Regions from separate parts of the Sus scrofa genome. Here region 2 is linked to region 1. A link is a contact called in public HiChIP or PLAC-seq data. All regions are on one chromosome and are shown on one strand. The core of a region is the stretch at or near the end of the contact, and the rest is flanking DNA. Distances in the headings are between cores, read along the strand shown. Region 1 overlaps ACSL1 (acyl-CoA synthetase long-chain family member 1). Region 2 has its middle 20 kb from the start of SLC25A4.

The links. HiChIP or PLAC-seq counts read pairs in DNA pulled down with a chosen protein or histone mark.
Region 2: an H3K27ac HiChIP or PLAC-seq map of skeletal muscle shows a contact between it and region 1. The contact joins two enhancer-like sites. A contact is called at or near these places in 1 of 47 Hi-C or Micro-C datasets (epiblast stem cells) and 1 of 2 datasets of contacts at active chromatin or transcription factors (skeletal muscle).

What each region holds. Positions count from the first base shown.
Region 1 is chr15:45,902,589-45,906,900 of Sscrofa11.1, reverse strand. ACSL1 (acyl-CoA synthetase long-chain family member 1) reads left to right here. Exons shown (of 21, transcript NM_001167629.2): 3 at 3,578-3,692. Among named protein-coding and RNA genes, the nearest start is that of ACSL1, 28 kb to the left of the region's middle. Within about 2 kb of position 2,185, at least 14 of the 83 cell types and tissues checked have an H3K27ac peak or open chromatin away from gene starts, as enhancers often do. A contact at or near this core is called in skeletal muscle, where this site is marked.
Region 2 is chr15:46,171,647-46,175,632 of Sscrofa11.1, reverse strand. No RefSeq gene overlaps it. Among named protein-coding and RNA genes, the nearest start is that of SLC25A4, 20 kb to the left of the region's middle. Within about 2 kb of position 1,277, at least 10 of the 83 cell types and tissues checked have an H3K27ac peak or open chromatin away from gene starts, as enhancers often do. A contact at or near this core is called in skeletal muscle, where this site is marked.

The sequences.
Region 1 (4,312 bases), core at 936-3,435:
GTTAAGGAGCTGCCTATGGGAATTCAAAGAAATAAAGGTGATTGTTTTAGAAAAACAAAAAAGTTATTTCTGGCTTTTCTTCAACCAGGAAGAAAAAGCTCAAGTTACTCTCTGGGAACGTGGTTAAACAAGGCCTGAAAACACAATTTGATTTTGTCCAAATGTTGCTCTCGGGTGTCATAAAGCAGGGACACGTGGATGCATACATGACAGAAACGTGTGCTGCCGTGTTTAGTGAAGTTTAAAAATAGCCTCCCCCGAGCAGGGTCCTCTCCTTGAATTAAAGGTGGCAGGTGTGGGCCTTCTGAGCCTCTGGAGAGAAAACTTTCCTGCACACCAATGTCTAAACAGCCGACTGAGGAGTTCCCATTGTGGCTCAGTGGATTAAGAACCCAACTGGTATCCATGAGGATGTGGGTTTGATCCCTGACCTTGCTCAGTGGATTAAAGGATCTGGCATTGCCATAGCTGCAGTGTGGGTCGTGGATGTGGCTCAGATCTGGCTGTGGCTGTGGCTGTGGCGTAGGCTGGCAGCTGCAGCTTTGACTGGACCCTTAGCCTGGGAACCTCCACATGCTGCAGGTGCGGCCCTAAAAAGACAAAAAAGTAAAATAAAAAATAAAAAGCCAACTGAGGATGAGAAACAGACATGGTTCCTTCTGGCTCATTCTAAGCAGCAGCCACACAGAGATGGCTGCAGGAGGTCCGTTTTGCTGGAACTGTGTGCATTTGTGGGATTTGGGTTCCGTGGCTCTGTGCGCCCTCTCTGTGGAGGTTGGGGAGCTCTTCTCCCTCGTGCGGGTAGCTGACTGTCCCTGGAGACCACACTGATGTGTGTTTGGCGGTTTACCCAGCACCCCTTAGGCAGGTCCTCCCATCGGGGCGGCGGAGCTCAGGCAGCTGGAAACTGAAGAGCTTGTTGGGGGCTGGTGGGAAAAGCCTCCTGGGGGTGCAGAACCAGACCCCAGTAGGCCCCCAGTGGTCTGGGCCTGTCTGCTCTAAGACGGAGGTGAACAGAGTGTAGGCTGAATCTGAACCCAGATGCCCCACGTGGCAGGTTTGAAGCTCGTTCCACGTTAGGACCTGGGATCGAGTCAGGAAGGCCTCCCCACTGTCTCTTCTCATCTGCGAAGTGGCTGGACTGTGGGCCCCTTGCTCACTCCTTCTACCTCCTGCACTCAGATGACAACACCCAGCACCGATCTAACTGGTGCTGCCTCCCCTTCCTCACTCACTGGGCATAACGGATCTTGGGAAGTTGGCTGGTTAAGTGGTGAGCGTGAGCAGTGAACCTGAGGGTCCCCCTGTGACATTTATGTCAGTATAATAATGGGGGAGTGCTCTTAAAATGTCCTATTCATCATTTTTAAAATGTGGTGAGGAGCATCACCTATTGGCCGGTCTTTAATAAAGGCCGAGTTTGCTCTGTCAGTGACCCCGTGTTGCTGCATAGGAGAACTGATGTCCAGAAAGCCTCTAGATCCCGGTATGGAAACGTCACTCTGTGCCTGTTGATAAAAGGCGGCAGGTGATGGTGGTCTGGGCATGTAAGAGGCAGGTAAGATCTGAGTACTGGGAGGAGTGTATTTTGGAAAGAGCCAAAAAAAAGGTCGTTTTTACCAGACAGTGGTTCTACTTGCTGCTTTTGTCCCGGGAGATGGATTAGACATTGAAATCCAGCCAAGTCTTCAGCAGTCTTTAGAAGTTACTCGGTCCTTCCCCCTCCCTCTGTGTGCTGTCTCTTCCTTCCCCTTCTCTCTTCCTTCCCCTCCATCCCTCCCTCCCTGCTACTTCCTTCCCTCCCTGCCCCACCTCCACCCCCCAGCCCCTCTCCTTAGAAGGAATAAACAGTAGTAACACAAGGGGTAGTTGACTCTTAGAGTCTGTAGATAATCCATTTTCTAGATGGAGATGAACGAGCCCACAATTTACAAAGCTTGGGCCTTTCTATCGCCACAAAATCCTCAGGGATGAAGTTATTTGCTTTTGCCTTTAAACTTGGGAGTGATGCAAATGGACTCTCCCCATCAAGTGTTCCTTTTTCTCAAATATTGGCAAGAGTTCTGGTCTTGGGCTATTGCAGATGCTCACTATCTTCCTGTCCTGACTACCCCCCAGGGGCACTTGACCATTTATTTCCTAACTCAGCCCTGCCCGGGGAGCCTGACCTCCAGAGGATCCTCAGCTTGTATGGCTGTTGCCGAGTATACTCATGACCTCTGATGTGACCGTAATGTGGTCACTACACACTGACTCATGATCTTTTATTTTTCTTAAACTGGGAAAACTGTATAACCACCTTAAAGAGGAAATAAAAGGCCTGTAATCCTCCCTGACTCAATCTTATTGTCTGTTTCCTGCGCAATCCACTGAGCATGTCTTGTATAGCGCTCCCTGTTTTCTTTTTTTTTTTTTCTTTCTTTTTTTGCTTTTTAGGGCCACACTCGCAGCATATAGAGGTTCCCAGCCTAGGGGCTGAATCAGAGCTACAGCTGCCGGCCTACACCACAGCCACAGCAATGCAGGATCCAACCTGCATCTGCGACCTACACCACAGCTCACAGCAACACCAGATCCTTAGCCCACTGAGTGAGGCCAGGGATCGAACCCGAAACCTCATGGTTACTAGTCAGATTCATGTCTGCTGTACCACAAAGGGAACTCCATCTCTCCCTGTTGTCTTGAGCACAGCTGGAACCCCCACCTCCACACCATCTGCAGCTTGTGTCAGAAGTCCAGGAAGGCCCCTTCAAAGTATTTTTTCTTTCAAGAGTTCCCGTTGTGGCTCAGTGGTTAACAGGAGTGTGGGTTGCAGACGCGGCTCAGATCCCGCTTTGCTGTAGCTGTGGTATAGGCCAGTGGCTACAGCTCTGATTTGACCCCTAGCCTGAGAACCTCTGTATGCCGTGGGTGAGGCCCTAGAAAAGACAAAAAAAGATATATATATATTTTCTTTCAAGTAAGTGTTCCTAGAAATAGCTACATGTGCTTGAATAACCCAGTAGTTAAATGCCCTGCCTTTGAAATGGCTCAGTTTTTGTCACACACACAAACGTTTGCACTCTCATTGTTCTAGACACACTTCCCAGTGCTTGGCATGCAAGCCCTCATCTCTGTAGGTAACTAAGGTTGCTAACATCCAGTGTGTATGGATCGCACTTTCATTTGAGAAGAATGATAACACACGTGCACATCGAAGGTGGTGATTCTTGCAGTTCCCTGGTGGCTCAGCGGGTTAAGGATCTGTGGGTTATCACCACTGTGGTTCAGGTCACTGCAATGGCATGGGTTCAGTCCCTGGCCAGGGAACTTCCACCTGCCATGGGCACCCCCTCCCCCAAAATGATGATTCTTTATGGGCACATGTGATCATTTCATAAACAGATGTCAAAGCACATATCTTGTTGCTCGGTCTCCCTTACCCTCATTTCATTCACTCTTTTCTTGAAATTACAGAGTACACCTTACAATTAAGTGAGGTTGTGACAGTTCCTCATGTTAGGTGGACTTTTTTTTTAGGTTGACTTTTTATATTTGATTCTCTCTTCTAACATGCCATCTGTCTGTCTTTCCCTAGGGCAGTGATGGCGCCCGGAGATCCGCGATCCTTGACAGTGATGAGCCCTTGGCGTATTTCTATGATGATGTCAGAACGTTATACGAAGGTTTCCAGAGGGGCATACGGGTGTCCAGTAAGCATCTGGCTGAATTTGTGTGACTAACACTTAATGTCTCCCATTCAGAAAGAGGGTCTTTCTTCAGAAAGCTGTATTTGCGCTCCTTCCCACCCACTCAGCCTGGCTGCTGGTCCCCTGTCTCCTCTGTAACTTCCATGAGTCTGAGCACACGGCCTCTGGGTTTCCCAGACAGAGGGGCTTCTGCGGTCAGATGCATGTTTCGTGGAGACACATGTCCATTAGCTCAGTACAGACGCGGACGTTTCCTGCAATGAAGAGACCTTTTTAATTGGGCCTGATCCAACATTTTCTTAAACTTGCTTGACCCACATTTTGAGAAATAGACACTGACCTCCGTGGGAGCAGTGTCCTCTCAGAGACACTGGGGACTGCCCTGTGTCCCTGACAGAGGCACAAGGCCGGGTACCAGCACCTGCCTTCCAGCCCTGCAACTTCCTGGCTCTGTGCTCACCCCCAAGTCACACTGAGCTCTGACAGAGCCTCGGTGCCTGTGCTCTCTCTGCCCCATGGCTCCTTGTGCCTTTTTGTCTCTGATTACAAAGCTTCTTCTTTCCCATCCCCGTCCAGGGTGCCTGATAGCCACTGATTTTGTAGAAGTCATGTGACATCTCGCC
Region 2 (3,986 bases), core at 28-2,527, 270 kb before region 1:
TTTTAATTCTCCAGTTATAACGTAAGCCCCAAGAAGATAGTCACTATGACTTTATAGAATTATTGTCTTATGTGTACATAGTAGATCTTAAAAAAAATATGCTGACACACTTCCCGAATTGTTCCTCACCATTCTCTCCATGACTCGTAACAGGAAGAAAACAACTTTAAACGCAAACCTATGATTTCTGTGGAAACGTTGTAAATCAGCAATGTGTGATCTCTCTTGGAGGTTGGAAAAGTAGATTTTTCAGTTTGACTTACATCTAAAGAAGGAATATCTTGGAGTTCCCATTGTGGCTCAGTGGTCACGAACTCAATTTGCATCCACGAGATCGTGGGTTCGCTCTCTGGCCTTCTCAGTGGGTTAAGGACCCGGCCTTGCCCTGAGCTGTAGTGAAGGTTGCAGACAAGGCTCAGATTCAGCCTTGCTATGCCTGTGGTATAGGCCAGCAACTGTAGCTCCAATTCAACCCCTACCTTGGGAACTTCCATATGCTGCAGGTGAGGCCCTACAAAAGACAAAAAAAATTTTTTAATTAAATAATAAAAATTTAAAAAATATATAAACAATGAAGAAAGAATATTTTGATGATTTCCTGTAGAGATGCAACCTTTTAAATAGTCCAACTGGCATTAGTTATTTGGATCTTAGTGATGAAGCCCATGCACATGCTCTATGGACCCTCTGTATTGTTATTGCCATTCTTCTAATCCACTGAGTCCTACCAGAACATTGATAAACTTTCAGTGAGACTCAACTCCTTGGCTTCCTGGAGACAGTGAATTATGGCAAGGGGCAGCCTGGTCCACAGTGGCCCATAAGAAGCTGGCCTTCGAGTTTCTGCTGCAGTGCAGTAGGTTAAGAATCTGACTGCAGGAGCTTGGGTGGCTGCGGAGGTGCAGGTTCGATCCCCAGCCCAGCACAGTGGGTTAAAGGATCTGGCATTGCTGCAGCTACAGCTTAGGTTGTAGCTGTGGCTCTGATTCAGTCCCTGGCCTGGGAACTTCTAACTTCCACATGCTGAGGGTGCAATCCATAAGACAAAACAAAACAAAGAGTTGGCCGTTAGTAACAAAGGTGTTACAGCAATGAAACTACTCTCTGTTGTTACTAAAATTATCAGTATTTTCAGTACAGAGACTTTCATGGCTGAGGTTACCACAGTGCATGGGAAAATACAGAAGTGCTAAATTGTTCTGACTCACTTCCCCTTGAACATCCTGAATTTTCCCAGTGCTACACTTTATTTTTAGCTTTGATCTGTAGCACTTGACCTTTTGCTGGCATAAAGCAACATACTGTGGAGTTTAAACCCACAGCCCTCCTTGTTGCACTTAGAGTATGTACCTGTTAGATTATGTCTTCTTTGGAAGATCTGCAATCCAGAATGGTCCCTTAGGATAAAGTAAAACTGTTTATATTCACACACACACATATACACACATACACACCCTCCTTGGTAACATTGCCTTGTGTATCTGGATTATAATCTTTTCTCTTACATCTCTTCCGCCATCTGCTGTAAGAGATTAGTAAAAATCTTAACATTTATGAAAATACTCATAAAATTTGGATAAAACTCTTACACCAAAATATGCACCCTCCTTGTTTTAAATGACAGAAACCTAGAAATAACTTTTAAAAATAGGGAAGTAGGGGAGTTCCCGTCGTGGCGCAGTGGTTAACGAATCCGACTAGGAACCATGAGGTTTCGGGTTCAGTCCCTGCCCCTGCTCAGTGGGTTGATGATCCGGCGTTGCCGTGAGCTGTGGTGTAGGTTGCAGACGCGGCTCGGATCCCGCGTTGCTGTGGCTCTGGCGTAGGCCGGTGGCTACAGCTCCGATTCAACCCCTAGCCTGGGAACCTCCATATGCCGCGGGAGCGGCCCAAGAAAATAGCAACAACAACAACAACAACAATAACAACAACAACAAAAGACAAAAAAAATAAAAAAAAATAAAAAAAATAAAAAATAAAAAAAATAAAAATAGGGAAGTAGTTAAAGAAAGACATGGAATACCCACACAGTGCAATACCATACAGGCATTAAAAATTATTACCAAGACATTCTTTAATGAAATGGGAAAATACTAAATTGCAGGCTATTTAGTAAAAAAAGCACAAGTCCCAAACTACAAATACAACATGACCTTGGCTATTTCTTTGCCTGTTTCACCAAACTCACTGCAGAAACCCCCTAAACAGGCTCCCTCAACCAGGCATGACCCCCTTCAATCCATTCTCTACATTGAGAGATCCCGTTGTGGCTCAGCAGGTTAAGAACCTGATCTAGCATCCATGAGGATGCTGGTTAGACCCCTGGACTTGCTCAGTGTGTTAAGGATCCGGCCTTGTGGCAACTGCAGCATAGGCCTCAGCGGCAGCTGCAATTCAACCCCTAGCCTGGGAACTTCCATATGCTGCAAGAGAGGCTGTTAAAAAAAAAAAGAAAAGAAAAAAGAAAAACTCTCTACCTTGGAGCCAGAGGGGTCTTCCTGAACTTTGAATCTAATCTTGTCCACTCCACACTTGGCTCTCTCCAGTGACCCCCTCTTGCCTTCAGGAAAATTCCAGGCTCATTAACGTGGGGTCCTGATCCCCCTGGATCCGACCTGGTGGTCTTTGTCACCATGTCTCTGAATGTTCTCTTCTCACTTCTTAAGCACCAGGCTTTTCATTACTCGCAGACTTCTGCATGTGTTCTTTCTGACTGTGATCTCTGGCCTCCTTTAGGCCTTGATATTTTCTTCTCATCCTTTGCATCTCAGATTAGCTGCCATTTCCCCCAGAAAGCTTTTCCCTGTCCTTATCCTGGTTTGGTTGCTCGGTGCTTCCATTGTTCTCTGTAGGCCGGTGAGGGCTGAAGAACTGGTGCTGTGGAACTTAAGAAAAAAGTTAACATAAAATAAAACACAGAGACACTTATCTTAATCAAAGGTGGGAGCCGGGGGACTCAAGGTCTCAGGGACCAAGAGACCTGCCTCAAAAAACCACACAGCTTTTTTTTTTTTTTTTTTTTTTTTGCCTCTTCTAGGGCCACTCCCTCGGCATATGGAGATTCCCAGGCTAGGGGTCTAATCGGAGCAGTAGCCACTGGCCTATGCTAGCGCACAACAACACTGGATCCAAGCTGCATCTGCAACCTACACCACAGCTCATGTCAATGACAGATCCTCCACCCACTGAACAAGGCCAGGGATTGAACCTGCAACCTCATGGTTCTTAGTCAGATTGTTAATCACTGGCCATGATGGGTTTCCTTTGCTGTGCAGAAACTTTTAATTAAGTCCCATTGCCGAGACCAGCTCAGCAGGTGAGGGCTGAAGAATGGGTGCTGTGAAACAAGAAAAGAGTTAACATAAAACAAGACACAGGACATGTATCTTAATTAAAAGTGGGAACCAGGGGACTCAAGATCTCAGGGACCAAGAGCGCTGCCTCAAGAAACCACACTGCTTTTATTGTGCTCTTTAGGATTGCATCAAATGAGGAGGGGGTTGCAGGTGCAGGATATAGTTCTTCTTGTTATTTAAAAATTCTTTTATTATTTTAAAAGTCACATAGGTGGTAGGTGGTTAAGCTTTTATTCTGACCTTTAGGCATTTAACAATCATTAGCATTGAGGAAGCCTGGTGTCAGCTATGTATAGCATCTAGAGAACCATCACTGTGCTTCCAGGCATGCCTCTCTTCGGCAACCCAGAGTGCCTAGGTTTGCACCTTGTTTCTCCTTGCTAATGCATATCCTGCTAACGACCCCTCATAAACCCCTTGGGGCCATGAGGCTCATCTTCCTCTTATTCTTAAGAGGACATAACGTGCTGTGCAAAAGGCATGCCTGTCTGTACAGGTCTGGCTTGCCTAGACCAATGCATTATGTCCTCATTCAGCTGACCACATGAATAATTTATGCCGTTTGGTCTTTGTTCTTAAGCTTAAGTTATTTACCAGCACTGCGACTGTTTTGCAAGCAGGAATATGGGG